Regions from separate parts of the Mus musculus genome. Here region 1 is linked to region 2. A link is a contact called in public HiChIP or PLAC-seq data. All regions are on one chromosome and are shown on one strand. The core of a region is the stretch at or near the end of the contact, and the rest is flanking DNA. Distances in the headings are between cores, read along the strand shown. Region 1 has its middle 100 kb from the start of Gm38767. Region 2 holds the start of Tmem168 (transmembrane protein 168).

Region 1 (2,700 bases), core at 52-2,551, 510 kb before region 2:
TAAAAATAAATAAATTAATAAAAAATAGGCCATGAATTTCAGAGGGAACAATGAGAGTGTAAGAGAGGGATTGGGGGAAGAATGGAAATGGGAAAATGATGTAATTATATTATAACATTAAAAATAAATGATTTTTTAATTTTTAATTTTTTTAAAAGGGACCTAGCATGACCACACTCCGGAAGATCCAACAAGCTGTTGAAACAGTCAAATGCAGATGTTTGCACCCAACCAATGGGCAGAAGCAGCTGATCCCTGTTGTTGAATTAGAGAAGGGTGAAAGAAGCTGGGAAGGGCAATCCTGTACGAGGACTAGTAGTCTCAATTAATCTGGACTCCTGAGATCTCTCAAACACTGGACTCCCAATCAGGTAGATGTCCCAGCTGATATGAGGCCCCCCAACACACATACACTAGAGGACTTCCAGGTCTGTGTTCATTCATAGATGATGCACCTAATGCTCAATAGACTGGAGGCCCCAGGGAGTATAGAGGTCAGGTGGGGTGGGAGTCGAGGACATTCACGTGGAGATAGGGGTGTGGGGAGTAGGTATGGGATGTGGAGCAGTCAGAGGGTGGACGGGTGGGGGCATAAAAAATTGAATGTAAAATAATAAATTAATTAATAAATAAAATAAATCTTCAAAAAATGAAAAAAAGATTTTAAAATAAAACAAACATTGAGAATCAATGAGAAAGGTGCTGGAAGAGTATTGAGGTAGCAGGAAAAATAGCATCAAAGTCTGAGGCTGGAAAGAGCTTGGACTGTTCAGAAAACCAACATTATACTGACATGAGGATGCAGCTTGTAAAATATTTTTATATTCCTTCAACATAAGCCATTGAACCTTTTAAACAGGAAGGGAATAGAACCCGGTTTGGGTAATGAAATAAAGCCACCTGCTTTGCGGCCGGCAGAGGGACAGAGTGGTTCATCCAGACACAAATAAAAAGCAATATTTTCTACTACTCTAAGCATAGACTTGGTAGAAGGAGTTTCAAGGATTTAGGACTAAGTTCAAGATAGGAAATTTTTCCCATAGGAAGAGTACTTTATATAGACATAGTTTTCTGGATAAGCACGTAGAGACTTGGACTTGTACAAAGAACATGCAATTCTAATGATAATGACTAACTACTCTAGTGACATTTGCGAACACCAGTCTGGTTAGCTCAGCTGCCTTTCAGCATCACTAGAACTGTCAGAGAGTTAAAGGCCTGGCTGAGACAGGTTGTGCTGGGTGCAGACTGAGATCTACTGCCCTGCTAGTTTCAGTTCTCCTTCAGCCTCACCACTAGCCTACCCAACCAACCGTGAAGGCAAACATAGGCTCAGCAGATCATAGAAGCTTCCTCACAGACTCACAAAGTTGTGAGGAACGGGTCTGGCAGCAGTCCCAAGATGGCGCTTGGGACTGCAGCCAAGTCTCATGACTTGCACCTGACTTCCTCATACACCCTGATTAAGTCATGTCCACTGGGTGAACTGCGCAGGTGCACCATGATGCAAGATCGGACCATATGATGAGTGATGATTCTGGCCAATGGACTGCTGTTACGTGGACTGGGCTGATAGGGCGTGGTAGAGGGGTTATATAAGGGATTATGATTGGGGAAGAGAGAGATTTTTCCTGTATTCATGTTGAAAGGTTCCTGAATAAACTGCTTTGAGAAGAACGCGGTATCATCACTCTTTTCTGCTGGTCGGAATCAGAGGCGACACAAAGTATAGCTATTCAACCCTCAGAGAAAGAAAGCAGAGGCAAACCTTCTGACGGCCCAGTACTGTCTCTCATAACCACATTCAGAATGATTTACAAAGGGACATTTTTCTATATAACTGTAACTTTAATTTTTTTTTCAAGGCTAATTTTAAATGATGGTTTTTAAACGCTTTAATCTCCCTTATAGCCACCACTCACCAGAGGTAGTGGAAAAGAAAGGATACAAGAGAGGTGAACCTGTTTAGAAAGGTCCTTTGGAGCGACTCCTGTCTGTGTTGTCTGGAAATGGGCAGTTCAGTTCACAGGTCAGCAGCCGCAGCCAGATCCACTTGCAAACACTTCACAAATACACTAGCAGTCCAGTTCAATAGAGTCGAGATAGCAAGCACAAATCAGCAGCGGAGGCACTACCTAGTAAAAACAGCCAGGCCTCAACCTCAGGTCAGCAGGAAGGAGTTGGAGGAATGCCAGGAGCCGTTCTAGCTGTGCCTCTCTCAGCGAAGTGAAGATCAGCAAAGATGCTGAGACCCACATGTGTTGCACTGCTAGCTCCAATAACAAGCCAAGACCAGCCGCCAGTCCTTCCCACATCCTATTTACCATCTGGAGATCACAGAAGAAGCAAGAAACTACAGCATGTAACCAGAAGGGTTTTTTTGGTGCATTTCTTTCTATGGAGTCCCCACAAGTATAGTTCAATGTAATGTAAAGTAAAGCAATTCATGCGTGTCATTAGCAAAGAATCCACCAAGTGTCCTTTCATGTGCTTGCTTTAGCAGAACATCCTCTCTCTTGTGTCTCCTTTCGCTAAACAATTCTTTACTCACTACTCTGCCTTAATCTTTCACCTGTCTCCACTTCAGCTAAACATTCCTTCACATGTTTGCCCCAGCAAAACACCATCTAACTGACTTTCCAAAGAACCCTTACGTTTCCACTTCATATAACGATGAATCTTCAAATACAGAAATAAATT
Region 2 (2,700 bases), core at 3-2,502:
AAGGATAAGCCATTTAAAGGTTGTAAGGCATTTTTAAAACACACATTCTCCCTCAATCCACAGAAGAAACTTTGTCGGATAGATGTTATCAGTGTTTGTTTACACATGAGCGGGCTAGGGGTTTGAAATGGTTTGACCTATATGAGGGGCTGCAAGCAGCAGGAAATGGAATCAGAAGGCAGGCAGGGACTTTTTGGTGGAAATGTTTTTTTTTGGGAAAGGAAAGGGGTTTTCTTGCTTTTTGCCTGGCCGTATTCTATTCAGGCTTCGTTCAGAACTTGTTTTTCAGGCCCAACTGTGCATTCCCTAGTAAAATCTAGTTTTTAACTAAGAACGCCATGAAGTCAGTTTAGCTTTCTATCTTTCTTATCTTCCTGTTTTCAAGGTAACAAGTACCTTTGTTGTGTTAGCAACAATGTTGTTATGCTTCCAAGTCATTGTCCCCCTTAAAGCTAATGTGATTCCCCATTTGCTCAAGCATCCCTACCGCATCCTAATCGTTAAAGTCCCACTTTTACAAGCTCTCTATTGAACTGGAACCATTATCTCCTCTCCATTGCAAGATGGATTTATAGCGGTCCGTACGCGAACGAGACTGTCTTAAAGCCCTCCTTAACAACGTGTTCTTACAGGTATTGAATATCTTTTAAATTCATTTTGTACATGGAGGGACACACTGTTTCCCTGTATATTCACAGTCCTGTGAGAAAGGTTTTGTTACCATTTCACAGATGGAGAAACCAATTTCAACCCCTGAGACTGCTGCTCCGCAGCACCTGTGAAATGCGGCGCTCACGTGTGTACAACTATGTTAATTTAAGTGCCATCAGAATGCAGATTAAAATCATCTGTGGTGTTTGAAGGTGCGCTTAGGGCCAAGGAAAGCTAGCTAGGGCTGTAGAATAAAGATGTTCAGGATTGGGGATTAATGGCGGACTTAATTAGAAAAGCAGGCTGGGGCAAGGAGAGACAGGTTTTGAAGGTTTGGTCAGCATATGCAAAGCCATATATTATACCACCTATATGAAAGAGCAGCAACGCCTTCTACATAGATTTATAGTCCACTTGCAATTATCCCACTCTAGCTGGCTCAGTTTCGGTCCAACTCTAAGCGGTGACCTCGCTGCTTTGGGGCCTGATCATCCGTGGTCTTCCCTGCTTTTGCTGCTAATCCCGGGTGGGAGTTAAACAGGCCCAGGGTGGGGCAGCGCAGCGAGCACCTGCCTCCCCAGGCTCGCCGCTGGGCGTGGAGAGCGGCTAGGAGGCCGGGCCAGGGAAGGAAGCGCGCGGCGCGCCTTGTCCCTGACGGCGATCCGTAGCGCTGGGAGTCAGCGGCGGAAACATGGCGGCCGTGTCGGTCCTAGCGAAAGTTTCTACCGAGGCCTTGCGGTGCTAGTGCGGGAGGCCTCGGGCTCACGTCCCCACATCACCTCCGCGTTCTGGCTCGGAGGCTCCGCGCCCTTTGGCTCTGCGAGCTTCGCAGCGGAAAGAGCGAGGCTCGCTGGCGACCGCTGACTCGGGTAAGGGGCATCCGGGAGCCGAGGGGCGGCGGAGGGCTGGGGCGCCGCCCAGGGTCCGGCTGAGCCGGCCAGGCCCCGCCCCGTCGGCCTCCTGGTGGGATCGATGCTCGGGGGCTGGCGACCGCCAAGGGAGGGCGTGCCTCGGTGTCCCGCCTCACCCTGACCCGGGAGTCGCGTGGTGTCGCCTCGTCCCAGAGCTAAGGGGTAGCGGAACAGCCAGGGTCCCGAGCCCACTTCTCCATCTCTCGCTAGATCGAGCCCTAACGGGAGAGAAGTTACCATAGCTGCTCAAAAAGGAGAGTCCGAGTTGCCATTCTTCTAGTTAAGAGGTGGGCCGAAAGAGTTATTAGCAGGAACTCAGAGAAACTAGGCTGCAGGTCTCCAACTCCTGACGGCTCAGTGTTGTTCTTTCAGGTTTGGACATTTCCCCTACGAGGAACAGACATAGATTTCCACTGAAGGATTATGAAAGCGATACATTGTGTCTTGAAGTCCATTGTCTTAGGACACCATGAGGGCACTTTTCTGTTTTGGAAGAAATTTGGTGAATTAAGTGAAGGTTGGAGTAAAGCCAAGAGCAGACAAGCCAATGATTCCTGGACTCTCACTTAAGTACTAGTGCTAGCTGTGGCTTATTAGAAAGTGGTTTATTTTATCTGCATTTCTTAAGTAGTTTTTTCTATTATTAGTCAGTCTCCTCTCCCCGCCCCCCCCCCTTCGGAATTGAATGTTAACTTGATTACAGACTGCTGGATACTGAGCGTGCATTGTGGAAGACAGATCTCCCCAGAGACTTTGTGACCTGTGAAGAATGCAGACATTAAACAAATGGTGAAGAAAAGAGTAGTTTTACTTTTCCATTTCAGAGAGAGTGATCCGAGAGGCGATTCTCCTACGAAAAGAATTGTAAGCCCACACCTGAATGAAGGGTTTGACAGATAAAGGGCAGATAGGGCTAGGAGGAGGAAAAGGAATATGTCCAGAGAGGGCACGCCATTTCTGTAGTTCATAATTGAAGTGTAGTTGGAATAAAAGTGAGAGGAAGAGCAGTAACAGATGGGGCAGTTATTCCTGTCCACTGTGTAGCACTTTATAAAGGCACTGAAAAGTTTACACTGTAATACTGTGAGGGGTGGAAAGCCAATAGAGAATTTTGCATAGTGGAGCATAACACGATAAA

The links. HiChIP or PLAC-seq counts read pairs in DNA pulled down with a chosen protein or histone mark.
Region 1: a contact with region 2 is called in an H3K4me3 HiChIP or PLAC-seq map of pro-B cells, with 5 times the contacts expected there. The contact joins the enhancer-like site here to the promoter of Tmem168 in region 2. A contact is called at or near these places in 4 of 39 promoter capture datasets (the C10 cell line, cranial neural crest and pre-B cells) and 4 of 115 datasets of contacts at active chromatin or transcription factors (the NIH/3T3 cell line, bone marrow-derived macrophages, large pre-B cells and 1 more).

Annotation. Positions count from the first base shown.
Region 1 is chr6:14,120,337-14,123,036 of GRCm38.p6, reverse strand. No RefSeq gene overlaps it. Among named protein-coding and RNA genes, the nearest start is that of Gm38767, 100 kb to the right of the region's middle. Within about 2 kb of position 1,301, at least 18 of the 459 cell types and tissues checked have an H3K27ac peak or open chromatin away from gene starts, as enhancers often do. A contact at or near this core is called in pro-B cells, where this site is marked.
Region 2 is chr6:13,606,650-13,609,349 of GRCm38.p6, reverse strand. It overlaps Tmem168 (transmembrane protein 168), which reads left to right and starts at 1,252. Exons shown (of 5, transcript NM_028990.5): 1 at 1,252-1,520.